Linked DNA regions of Gossypium hirsutum: region 2 is linked to region 1. Evidence: chromatin contacts called from public Hi-C data. All regions are on one chromosome and are shown on one strand. Each heading gives the region's core, a stretch centred on a gene start, on an enhancer-like site or on the middle of the called end of the contact. The rest is flanking DNA. Distances are from core to core; before and after follow the strand shown. Region 1 holds the start of LOC107914853 (myosin-binding protein 2). Region 2 holds the start of LOC107903733 (putative receptor-like protein kinase At4g00960).

Region 1 (5,930 bases), core at 3,316-5,815:
CTAATAAGAAAATAGTTCCAGCAATGACACCAATGGACTTCCGTTTTTTAATTATTATTTGATTGCATCAAATATTTTATTGAAAAACTGTTGTCGGCATGTTTGGTGGTGTTTTATGCTTGAAGCAAAATCATTTCTGAAAGCAATCTTTGCTTCTCATTCTGATTATAATATTAAATATTTCACAGTTATTTTACACTTTCTTTTGTTCTTTACATCTACCTGTCAACCTCTGCCATGTCAATTGGAGGTTTAAAACATGTACTAAAAAACACAAGAAAACAGAACAGCTCCAAAACAATATAAACAAACACTCACTTTATATGTACTTACAAATCGATGCATGTAGTTTACAAGTAACTCAAATCTGCACCCTATAAAGACCCACCAGAAGAAAATGATGCAAAATATGAGAAGGAAAATGGGGTTACTTACCCCTTTCTTTCCCTTCCCTAACAAGATTATAAATAAATATAAAAAAACATGACAAAAAAGAGCTTCCCAGTTCTATCTGTCTGAATAAACTATTGCTATGAATCTTGCACAGGAGTTTTGTTCGATGGATCATACATTCCAGCTCTGCAGGCCAGCAAGTTTCTCACAACATACAAAAATGACAGATTGACTTTTAGACTTCATTTTTAACAGATACATTCACCTCCCCCCCCCCCCTTCAAAAAGGTGATGACTAGTTTGAAAACCCACAAAAAATTTGGGATTACTTGGACCCTAGAACCTCCAAAATGACCATACCAATTGTTGAATATATGGAACTGTGCCGCCTGTATTGTTGGTCATCGCCCAAGTTGGTGTTTTTCTTTTCTTTTTTCTTTTCTAATACTAGATTTGTAGTGGTTAAGCAACTCCAATTGAGCATTCTGCAATTAACTTAAAGAACAACAAAGAATAAACAACCATTACTTGTAACTTCACTATGATATGGATCCAAAGAACTGTAGATTGTGATATACCGATTAGATTTCCGAGTGTGTTCTGAAAAATGCAACTATATAGCAGCATTCCCATTACTCCTTACTCGAAGTTCGACACTCCTCAAATCGCGAAGATTTTGTAAAATCTCTTGAAGTAGATAGATCCCTTTATCTCCTTTCCTCAAGGAGCTGATACAATGTTTTAGAAACTCCCTATCTGCCTCGAGTGCTTGTAATCTTTCATAAACATGGTCCACTTCTTCCTCTATTGTGATCATTTTGTTCTCGAGTTCAGGTATCGTATGTTGCAAGGCAACAGAATCAAAACCGTTTTCATGTCCATTCAGTATCTTTTCTTCAGTTTCTGCATCGGTGGCATCAAAAAGTGGGAGAAGTCTCTTTGCCTTGGTAGCCATGGGAATTATTTTGTCTTGGTGATGCTTCCCATTCACTCCCTTGAAATGACCATTGGCAACCCCATTTGTTTCATGGCTGAAATTATGAATCTCATGGAAGCCATTACCATTGTCTTCGTACAAATACTCAACTGATTTTATATCCTCAAAATGTTGTTGTTCCTCTTCATCATTCAATGAAATCAATTGCTCTTCCAAGACCTTCAGTTGCTCTAGAATGGATAGCCTCTCCTCCTCGAAGTTAGCCAATGATTCCTCTACATACAAAACTGCATCAGCAGGGGTATTCTGGTTAACATCCTCTCGAATTTGATGGTTCTCGAAGCTATCTTCTTCCTTTGATTCATGATTCAAATCAACTGATACTCCATCACTGTCCTCAGCATTACTGCAAGACGCAGAACTTGCGCTTCGAATGCTGTCATCTTTCCTTCTTCTCAGCATCATCATTCTCTCTTTGGCCTCATGATCCTGCACCTTCTTGCGATATATCTCAAGTTCCTTTTCGAGCTCTGCCTTCTCTTTCTCCCTCTTGACCATAAGCTCATTCAGAATCTGCAAGGCTTCCTGGTCATACTCGGACTGTTCTTCCATCATCCTCTGGTACTGCACCGCTTCCATCTGCATTGCTGCTTTCTCTTCTTGAAGCCTATTTATCATTGCCATTGTTTGATTTGCAGCCACCGCAGAAGCACTCCTCTCTTCCTCAAGCTCTCTATACAATGCATTTAAAGCTTTCCTTTCAGTTTTTAATTCTGATTTCAACTTGTCAACAGTCAGTACCCCATCACCACCCTCAATGTCACTGAAAACACTTCCATCCAAGGAATCTTCGGTTCCGGATTCTTTTCTGTCAAGCAATAACAATTTCTTGTGCAACAGATGGAGACTGTCAATGGAAGTTGGTGTATCCGGAACTTTATCTTCCTCAATATCATTAAGCTCTGAAGATAATGATAGATGGTTTTTCATTGGTTGGTCACTAGTCTCACTCTCAAATGTTGCAGTTTTCAGCTGCTGCATTGTTTCTTCCTCAACATCCTTGGAGCCTAATGTAAAGGAATCCAAGATTAACAACACCTCAATAAACAAAATTCTTAAATTAAAAGACATTTTAAATTTGGAATTAAGGTTTACCACGATCAGCATCTGCATGTAATTCAGAACTGGTTGAGGGATCTCCTTGTGTGCATTCATATAAATGTTGCATTTGAATATCTTCAATTGTTTCCTTAAATTGCACAACATCTGTCCCTATTGATATTGCTGAAGAAATTGCAAAAAACTTTAGTCTTTAATAGTTCAATAATAGGCATTTGGTAAAAAAATATATCAAATTGGATTAAGCAAGTACCTTGATTAACATCTAAATTGATTTCCTCTTCTCTTGTTGTGGCGTTTGGTTGCACATCATCAGCCTCATTCAAGGGGGGCATATTTGCTTGAGTGGTAGCAACATGTTGATCATCTTCCTTCTCCATCAAATCTTGCTCCACTGCAGGAGTTGAAAAGCCCTCCTTGCCATTAGGCTCCATTGGTTCATCCACTACATCAATGGTTTCCTCTTTACTCACATGGGGTGAAAGGGGTGTCACTTTCTCCGCTGAACTGCAACCATTCTCCACAACCAACTCCACTGGTGTCCCAGGTTGCTGCAAATCAAAGTCCAAAATAACATCTCCTGTACCAGCAACATCTTCATCTTCCTCTGTGAACTTGTATATTTTTTGGCTTCTCATAGCAGTAGAATCCATCAATTCAACTGGAATCAAATGGCAGTCATCCCCCCCGATGTAAAACTCCAGATGCTTGTTCAGAATTTCAGGAGACTCCTCTTTGGCACAAGCGACTTGAGTTAACCCCTGGTCAGCCATTGACACAGTTAAGTCTCCTTCATCCACTGATGATTGATCTTTCTCTATAACCACATCGGCTTCATCTCCATTAGCAGCCACTTGGTTGCAATCAAAACTAGAAACAAAATATGAAAACTCCTCTTTTTCCACTTCCTTTTGTTCAATACCTTCATCATCAGAAATGATGCCAACTCTCTTGTTTTCTTCAATCATCTGTTCATCTTTATGATCATCAGCCACAAAATCTGATCTGATTCCATCTGAAGCATTACCCTCATCTGCAATAATGCCCTCAACTTTTTCTCCACCTTCAGTGATTAAATTTCCTTCCTGGGGATAATCCAAAACCTCCCAGGAAGGTTTAATCATGAAACAAGGAAGATTCCACTTTTTCTCCACCATGACACCACAACAAGAACACTTGAAATCCTCATCGCCGTTTTCCATCACTTCATCACCACCATTTTCCGACGGCGACGAGGACAAGCAATCCTCACACATATCTCGAGATTCAGAGAGTTTTCGATGATTTGAACAAAAACCCAATTTAGAAATCTCATTGGCATGGCCATCACACACAAGATCTCTATATGATTTGTTGTACTTTGATGGCTCAAAGATATGATCAAGCCTAGAACACCAAAGGCAGGGCCTTTTAAGACCAAAGTAATCAGCAAACTTGATGATCAGGTAAGAAAACAGTGAATTCAAAAGGAGGAGAACGATCAGAATCCATTCTAGTAAGACGTAGACAAGAATAAGAGTGATCCTATTAGTGTTTTTATGCAACATGGTAGCAAATTTGTTGGCTGCCATTAATGATGCTCTGTGTTTTCTGCTGTGTACAGAGAGGAGAAAAGGGACAAAACAGAAACAAAAAAGAGAGAAGAAGTTGTTAGATAAGAAGAAGACGAAAGAGCTTAAGATAAAAAGAGTTATGGAGAATGAAAAAGAAGTGAAATTGAAATGGTTTTTCAATAAGGGAGAGAAGAATCTGAAAGTCTAAAGAAATGGGTATTATATTTTTTCAGACTTGGAAATCATAAAAGGCGGTTTTGAATAGGAAAGTGACAGCCAAAGAAGACTGAAACCCTGAGGAAAATCAATTCATAGAAAACATTTTCCACAAAAACAAAAATAAAAACTAAAAAACATTGAAAAAGGTTTGAGTCAGATTAAATAAAGGAATTTATTTTCCTTGGTTCTTTTTTTGACAGAATTAAGCAACTATTGGAATCTTAAACAACTAAACTGACATTTGTTTTAAGTGATAAATTTTCATTTAGCTTAAACTTAAGGTGGATGCCAATGGATTAATTGAAGGGGTAGAGGTAGCCAGCTATGGCAGCCCCCACCCTTACAGTCCCTCCAGTCTGGTGTTGTTTTGTTTGGGACAAAGAAAATGGGAGGCCCCACCAACCTTACCAATGGGTTGGTGGAGACCACTGTCAAAGTTAAAAGTGGGCTCCATTTAGGACAGGTTGCTGCTGCTTCATGTTCTTCCTGCTCCTTTTAACTCTGTTTTTCATGGACACTATTTATCCTTTTTATCTCTGCCATCCTATTCCTTTGTGTGAGAAAAGAAATACACTCTTGAATTTCTGTTTCTAGCTTTGGATTCCTTATACTTGCTCTTTTTTTCTTTTTGTTTCTTTTTTTTTCAAAATTTACAAGTATATTTACCAATACTGCTATATACTAGATATTTTATCAACTACAGATGAATAATAAAAGTAAAATGCATAAAAATATTAAAATAAAAACACTAAATGACCTTACAACCTATAATAAAATTAAGTTATTTTGATTCTCAACCTTCTGATTATCTTATTATTTTTCACATTCTCAAATATTATAAAAATATCATAATATAGCATATAATCTTATTACCATGTATTCTTGAGGTATTAAATTATAGGCGTAAACTTAAATTTTGAATTAATTTAATATTTATTTTTATTATTTTAATCAATTTAATTTTTTAATCTCAAATAAAATTTAGTTATAACTAAAAAAACTTCTAACCATAAAAAAAATTCTCTCTTTTTGTTAACAGTAAATTTCATACTTTTTCATGGATTATTATAATTATAATTATAATTTATAATTTTTCAACATTATATATTTAATTATTAGTAATTAATTTGTAATAAAAATAAGAATTAGAATAATTTAACATAATCTTATGAAAATTGAGATTAAAATATAATAAAAAAACTAAACTTATTTTTATAACAAGAAAATTTTAATAAAATATGCTTTTAAATAACCTTATATGTCTATAAAGAAATATTTGAATATTATTTTCCATCTAAATACATTAAATAAAGTAGTGTAATATATTCAACATTTCATCCTATGCATAATTTCTTTTTTACGAATGCGAACTAAATTTTACAATATGATTTTGTTTTCCAAAGGTTGTTATCCAAACTCTTAACTGATCATTTAATTTAACAATTGAGGAATGTATTTTTATGTTAAGAAATCAGGCATGAATATCGAAAAGAGAAATAGTAATAAAAATCATGTGATTTATTTGTAGATTATTTTATTCTCAATTTCAGTTACCGTAATACGAATTTTAGAAACTTCCAATATAGATAAGAAAATGATCTGGATTTCAATAAAATAATGAATTAAAAAATAATAAATGTTTATTTACTAAATTATTATTATAAATTAGGATACTTATTTAAATAAAATTATCAATATTTATTTACAAA
Region 2 (6,083 bases), core at 1,538-4,037, 850 kb before region 1:
AAGATCACCATAAAAGCCAATTGATTAATTCTATTTCCAACCATGAAAAATCGATGAAACATCTATCCTGTTATTTGTTTATGATCTTTTATTACAATTAACTTACTTGTTAAAAACTGGTTCCACCAAGAGCCCCCTAGTTTGTGCTATAATTGGCCATCAGATTACCGTGAGTATTAATCCAAATTCATATTATACAGTCGGTCAAATCTAATGAAACAGCTTCGGAGGAAATTAACAAAACCCATTTTAGATTTTAGATAGAATAAAAAATTCTACAAATCTTGGTAGGCATTTATTTGTCTACACTAAGTGCATAACATCTGGAGGTTAGAAACCAACACCGCGAAATCAAGATTTGTACTTTGAGGCTAGAGATACAATAGACTGTGCTAGAAATAAATAAATTTATATATATGAAATAATAAAACAATAATAGATCAAGCATATGTGCTGAAAAAAGAGAGGTGGGGAAATTAAAGCAGCACCTCAAGGTTAAATCCTTGATGAAATCCACCCACATTTTTTTTCAAATAACTTCACAGGACCTCTTACAAATCAGCCTACTATTCCTTCTCATCATCTTTCCGCTAATATACGAATGGCGTTTTTCCCGACATGGATCCTTTTACTAGTTAACGATAAATAATGTGATAATTATTTGTCAGTTTCAACCACAAAATCTTGAAATTAAGTTTCACGTAAGAGAGTCTAGAACTAGAAGAAGTATCTTTGATCTCAATATCTAAGATCATATATAAATGCTTTTGCATGTCCATAATGGGTTTGAATTTCAATTACAGTGGACTTAACAATTACAATCAGGCGCAGTCTATATGTTACGAATAAGTTAAAATTTCAGACTCCAACTTAGAGGTCTCAAATTCAAGTACAAAAATGGGAGGGGTGGTTTTAATGGCATGGGAGAGGATTGACTCATAGTGGTGTAGCCCAAGATCTTAATCTTTAAAGACAAAGGAATCACTCAATTATATACTCTATTCTGGTCATTATAATCTGCCATGAAGCATAGTGTGCAAATGGTAGAAGCAAAGAAGTTAGTGCAACTTACTGAAAAGAAGCTTGTCTAGACTCTCATTAGTGACGTACTCATATACCAAAAGCTTTTCTGCTCCATGTACACAGTAACCTAGAAGATTCACAACATTGCGATGCTGAACACGAGCTAGCAACCTAGCCTCATTCTCAAACTCCTTTTTACCCTGTCTTGAGCTATGAGATAGCTTCTTCACTGCAACTTCTCTTCCATCATCTAGTTTCCCCTATAAATTAAGGAAAAGTCTTTAAGTTAGAGAAATTCCTTACTGTCTAGGTTGATGAACAAGAGAAATCATCATTTTGAAACCAGAAAACAAGAGCAACATGATTGTAAAGCTTGCTGAAAGATCTGATAACTAGAAAACCAAGGCAGGCTTATTGAATCGACTGAACTAACAAAAACATTCTAGTTTCTAGTGCAACATCAATTAATAAATTGATATGCTTTGCCTCTTTTTCTTAGCATCTAAAGGGGGAAACGGCTAAATGGTTTGACAGGGTTAAGAGGACAGTTGGTTCGATTTTGATCAAAGCTAATAGTCAGAGATGGGATCCTAAAGTAGTCTTGGCCTTTTAGGACAAGGCATTTTCATTATTTGCTGTTCATTATATTGTTCAGCTGCGAAAGTTGAAACTTCGAATACCTAGGAAAGTAGAATCTTTCTTTTTCCTTCAAAAAGAATCTGCAGCAATCCTTTGTGTCATATCAATTACATTTTTTATGGAAACAAAAGAACCAGTCAATGAATCAAAAGATCAATAAAGTTCAAATTTGTAGGCAACCAAACAAGAGTTTGAGCAGGACGATCTTACCCTGTAGACAGGTCCAAAACCTCCTTCACCCAGCTTCTGATGTGGGTGGAAATCTTTGGTAGCAGCAACTAAAATCTCGAAAGGGAAATGCTTTTGCTCTTGTTGAGCTATTTTCTCCAAGTCATCTCTATTCCGCCTGTCTGAACAAAGACCACCGAAAAAAAATTCATCAAAACATGTAGAAAAGCATCATATTATTTTTCTTTCTTCGAAACTTTTCCGCATAAAAAATGGGTTTTTCATTTTACCTTTGCTTGAGATAAAAGGTTTGATTAGATTTAGAAAGAAATCCTTGGATTTGGTCATGGAAAGTCAGAAACCTGGTATAAACTAAATCATGAAATGAAAGAACTTTCTGAACTGAAATAGAAATAAAAAAGAAGAAAGAAATTCTAGGGAAAGATTGGAGCTTGAACAATTGGGAGAGAAAGAGGAAGGTAGAAGATTAGCTCGGGAACTTGAATGTTAAATTTGGCGTACTATATTTACTTGCTTTTGTTGAAGGTGGAAACAGAGAAATGTATACGGAAACGTAACGTGTTGACTAGCTGGTTGACACTTGACTATTTCTCTCCTCTTTCTTCTGTATTCAATTCATCTGCCCTTTTTTTACCTTCTTCTATAAGCTTTGCTTTCATTTGTAATTTGCAACTACTACAAAATCAATCACAATATACCTGCCGCTATTGTTCCCGCCGGTAACATCATTTCCCCCCATTTTTTAAAGATGAGAAAACGAGTCTCTCCCCAAATTTAATTTGCTTCCCCTGAGATTAAACACTTAGGTTATATAAATTTGTTCGGAATGGATTTCTGTTTCTTTCCTTTTGGTGAGTCAACTCGTTCTCTATCATCTTCTTCGATCTCCAATTCACTATTCAGCGGCCCGTCCGAGTCGCTGCACTGTTCTTGCATGAATTATTTACTGTCATTATTATTATTATTATTATTATTTGATCATTACTGTTATTATTTTTTTATAAAAAAAATCACCGTAAAGTCAACCTCATTTTATTGCATCATTACTGACAATCTTATAGATTTCTACAGGATAATCCATACTATCATTTTTTTGTTGAGGGAATACTATCATTATTTTTATTTGAAAGATTGAGGGTCGGTTTTTACATGAATAAAAAAATAATAATTACAGAAACAGGGCATGTAGTAATTTATTTATCTAAATTTAAGTGAATACTATTAGCCTTAAAAGTAACTCATTATTATTCAATTTCAAGTAAAATATATATATAATTTTAAGGGTGTGTTTGGTTCGCTGTATTGGATTAGAGGTGTATTGGATTGGAGGTGTATTGGATTAGAGGTGTATTGGATTAGAGGTGTAATAGCAAATCAACTGTTTGGTTGAATGTAATGGAATAGAGGCGTAATAGTAATCTTGTGTTTGGTTGAATGGAATAGAGGTGTAATAGCATAATGGAAAAAACTAAAATGACTAGAATACCCTTAGCATAAATTTGTTTTAGTAAATGATTATTGTTATTGTTATTTAAATTTTAATAAGATTATTATTATCAATAATAAATATTTTAATCATATTTAAACATAATTATTATTAAATCTATTTTAATTAAAATATATAATTTAATAAAATTCTTAATAATTAGCAGAAATTTGTTTTGGTAAATTATTATTGTTATTGTTATTTAAATTTTAATAAGATTATTAATATCAATAATAAATAATTTAATCATATTTAAACATAATTATTATTAAATATATTATAATTAAAATATATAATTTAATAAAATTCTTAATAATTAATATTCTTATATGAATTTACTCAAATCATAATATAGATAATTTAACATAATTATTATTAAATATATTATAATTAAAATATATAATTTAATAAAATTCTTAATAATCAATATTCTTATATGAATTTACTAAAATCATAATATATGATACTATAAAATATAATTTGAAATAATTAATATTAAAAATATTTCCACAAGTATATTATGAATAAAAGCATAATCATTAATGTAATTCACAAAGGCTTTTACTTAAGAATATGGATCATGTATAAGAATGTACCATAGGAATTCTCTTTTGTTTCAAAAAAAAAAAACTTCACATATCATTAGAAAAAAACTTAATATTAAATATTCTTATATGAATTTTTTAAAATCATAATATATAATACTATAAAATATAATTTAACATAATTATTATTAAATATAATTTAAAAAATATATATAATTTAATAAAATTCTTAATATTAAATATTCTTATATGAATTTAATAAAATCATAATATATAATACTATATAATATAATTTAAAATAATTATTATTAAATATAATTTAATAAAAATATATAATTTAATAAAATTCTTAATATTAAATATTCTTATATGAATTTAATAAAATCATAATATATAATACTATATAATATAGATTAATAATGTAGATACTTGCTAAGAAAACATGGATTAAACAAATGTCATGCATAGGCTTCTTCCAAAAAATTTTCTATGAACAATCATATAGGCATAAAGCAACCATAGTAAACTATGAAAAAAAAAGATCTATATGTTATCAAGCAGCAAATCTGTGTTTGTAATTACTAATATGTATTCAAAATAATAATGTATTTTCCATTTGTCAAAATTTGTGGTAAAGATCTAAGTTCTGCTCTAACACCTCCACCTCCACCTGAAACTCAAATCTTTCTTCTTTTTCCAACCCTCTAAACCCCACCCCACTATAAAGATTATTTCTGCAACGTAAAGAATCAAAGACAAATCAGTTTCCGATGTGAAGAAGAAACTGTAAACTTCAAGTTAGGTGAGAAATCCTTCTTAGCTCAGTATCAGCAAATTTTATGACATTCTGCCTTACCACATGCCAATAGCCTTCCACCAGATGCCTCCTACTCCAAGCCAGATTATAATATTCACCACCGATATCAGGAAACCATAACCCCACCATTTTGCTAGTGGTACATAGCCCGCCCCATAGAATACAGGTGCGGATCCAATTCCATAATGAGTAATGCCTCCCATTAGGTTGGAGAGGAATGATAGAACAAGGGCTCCCTAATACGATGGAGTGCCCAAAGCAGTAGCCACAGACAAGAAGGCTGTAAACATGGCACCAATATGAGCAGCTCCACTGGCAAAGAAGTAATGCGAGTAGAAATAGAGAAGAACCAGAATGCCAAATGACATTTGCCATGAAAGACCTAATCCACCTACGACCTGTAAAAATGAGCAGATCATTGACATGAAAGGCAATTCCAAACATCTGAATTTTTAATTTCCATCAGACCTGTGCTACAAGCTTCGTAAAAAAGGTTCCTAGTGTGATTGCCAAAGCAGAAGCATTGAATACAACAGTGTCAGAACAACTTAGCCTAAAAGAAAAGGAACATCCTAGGGCATTGTTTAATAAGACTCAAATGGACACGCCAAAGTAATATGAAAATATTAATAGAACATGAAAACAGAACTAGAGAGAGCCAAATAATCATACTGACTAGATCTATATATTACAATGTAGAGCATAAGTATTTCAATAGTTTGCATTATTTAAGACAAGATATAAATAGCCAATGGTATTCTGGTTTTTCCTTTCTATTTTCCTTTTGAGAAAACATGTGATTCCAACTATTTCCAGAAAAAGCAAAGCACCGCATGTAGATTATGGTGATGGCTCTTTGGTGATTCCATAAAAAGTTTTAGTAAAATTGGACATGGCAGAGAGAAAATAAGACGAAAGTACAAGGAAAACAGGACAAACCTTAACAACGGTTTGACTAAAGCATGAGATGAGACCATATTTGTTCAAATACCCAGCCATAGCGATGAGTTCTGCATGCATATTCAAGAGAAGTTGAATGAGTTAGTAGCTCATAAGAAATAAAAGTAGAGTCGCTCAAAAGAAATGTCTCATCCATACATAGAGCAAAAGAAATGGAGGCAGAGAAAATAAGGCACTTCGCCATAGTTTTTAAGTTTAGAAATGTATTACAAATAAATGGAAACAAGCAAACATAAAATCAAATCTAGTCACTTAAATTACAATAAAACAGATGGGAATTATGAGTATAATCATATGACTAGATATTGCAAAATGACAAAAATAAAAGTATGGTACAATAAGCAAAAGTTGAAACCTAATTTTAAACATCAAATATTTTGTCTCATATCCAACACATTAGCACAACGGATTAACAAAAGGCATT

Evidence for each region. Hi-C and Micro-C count contacts between places; a contact is called where the count stands out from the background.
Region 2: a contact with region 1 is called in a Hi-C map of leaf, with 1.9 times the contacts expected there. The contact joins the promoter of LOC107903733 here to the promoter of LOC107914853 in region 1. A contact is called at or near these places in 5 of 34 Hi-C or Micro-C datasets (callus and leaf).

The regions. Positions count from the first base shown.
Region 1 is chrA01:81,323,976-81,329,905 of Gossypium_hirsutum_v2.1, reverse strand. LOC107914853 (myosin-binding protein 2) reads right to left here and starts at 4,565. Exons shown (of 4, transcript XM_016843903.2): 1 at 2,703-4,565; 2 at 2,486-2,614; 3 at 972-2,397; 4 at 304-888. The coding sequence starts at 4,020. The coding sequence ends at 1,007.
Region 2 is chrA01:82,172,639-82,178,721 of Gossypium_hirsutum_v2.1, reverse strand. It overlaps LOC107903733 (putative receptor-like protein kinase At4g00960), which reads right to left and starts at 2,787. Exons shown (of 6, transcript XM_016829878.2): 1 at 2,121-2,787; 2 at 1,873-2,012; 3 at 1,073-1,283. The coding sequence starts at 2,178. LOC107949549 (a long non-coding RNA gene) reads right to left here. Exons shown (of 6, transcript XR_005925386.1): 5 at 5,639-5,709; 6 at 4,431-5,097.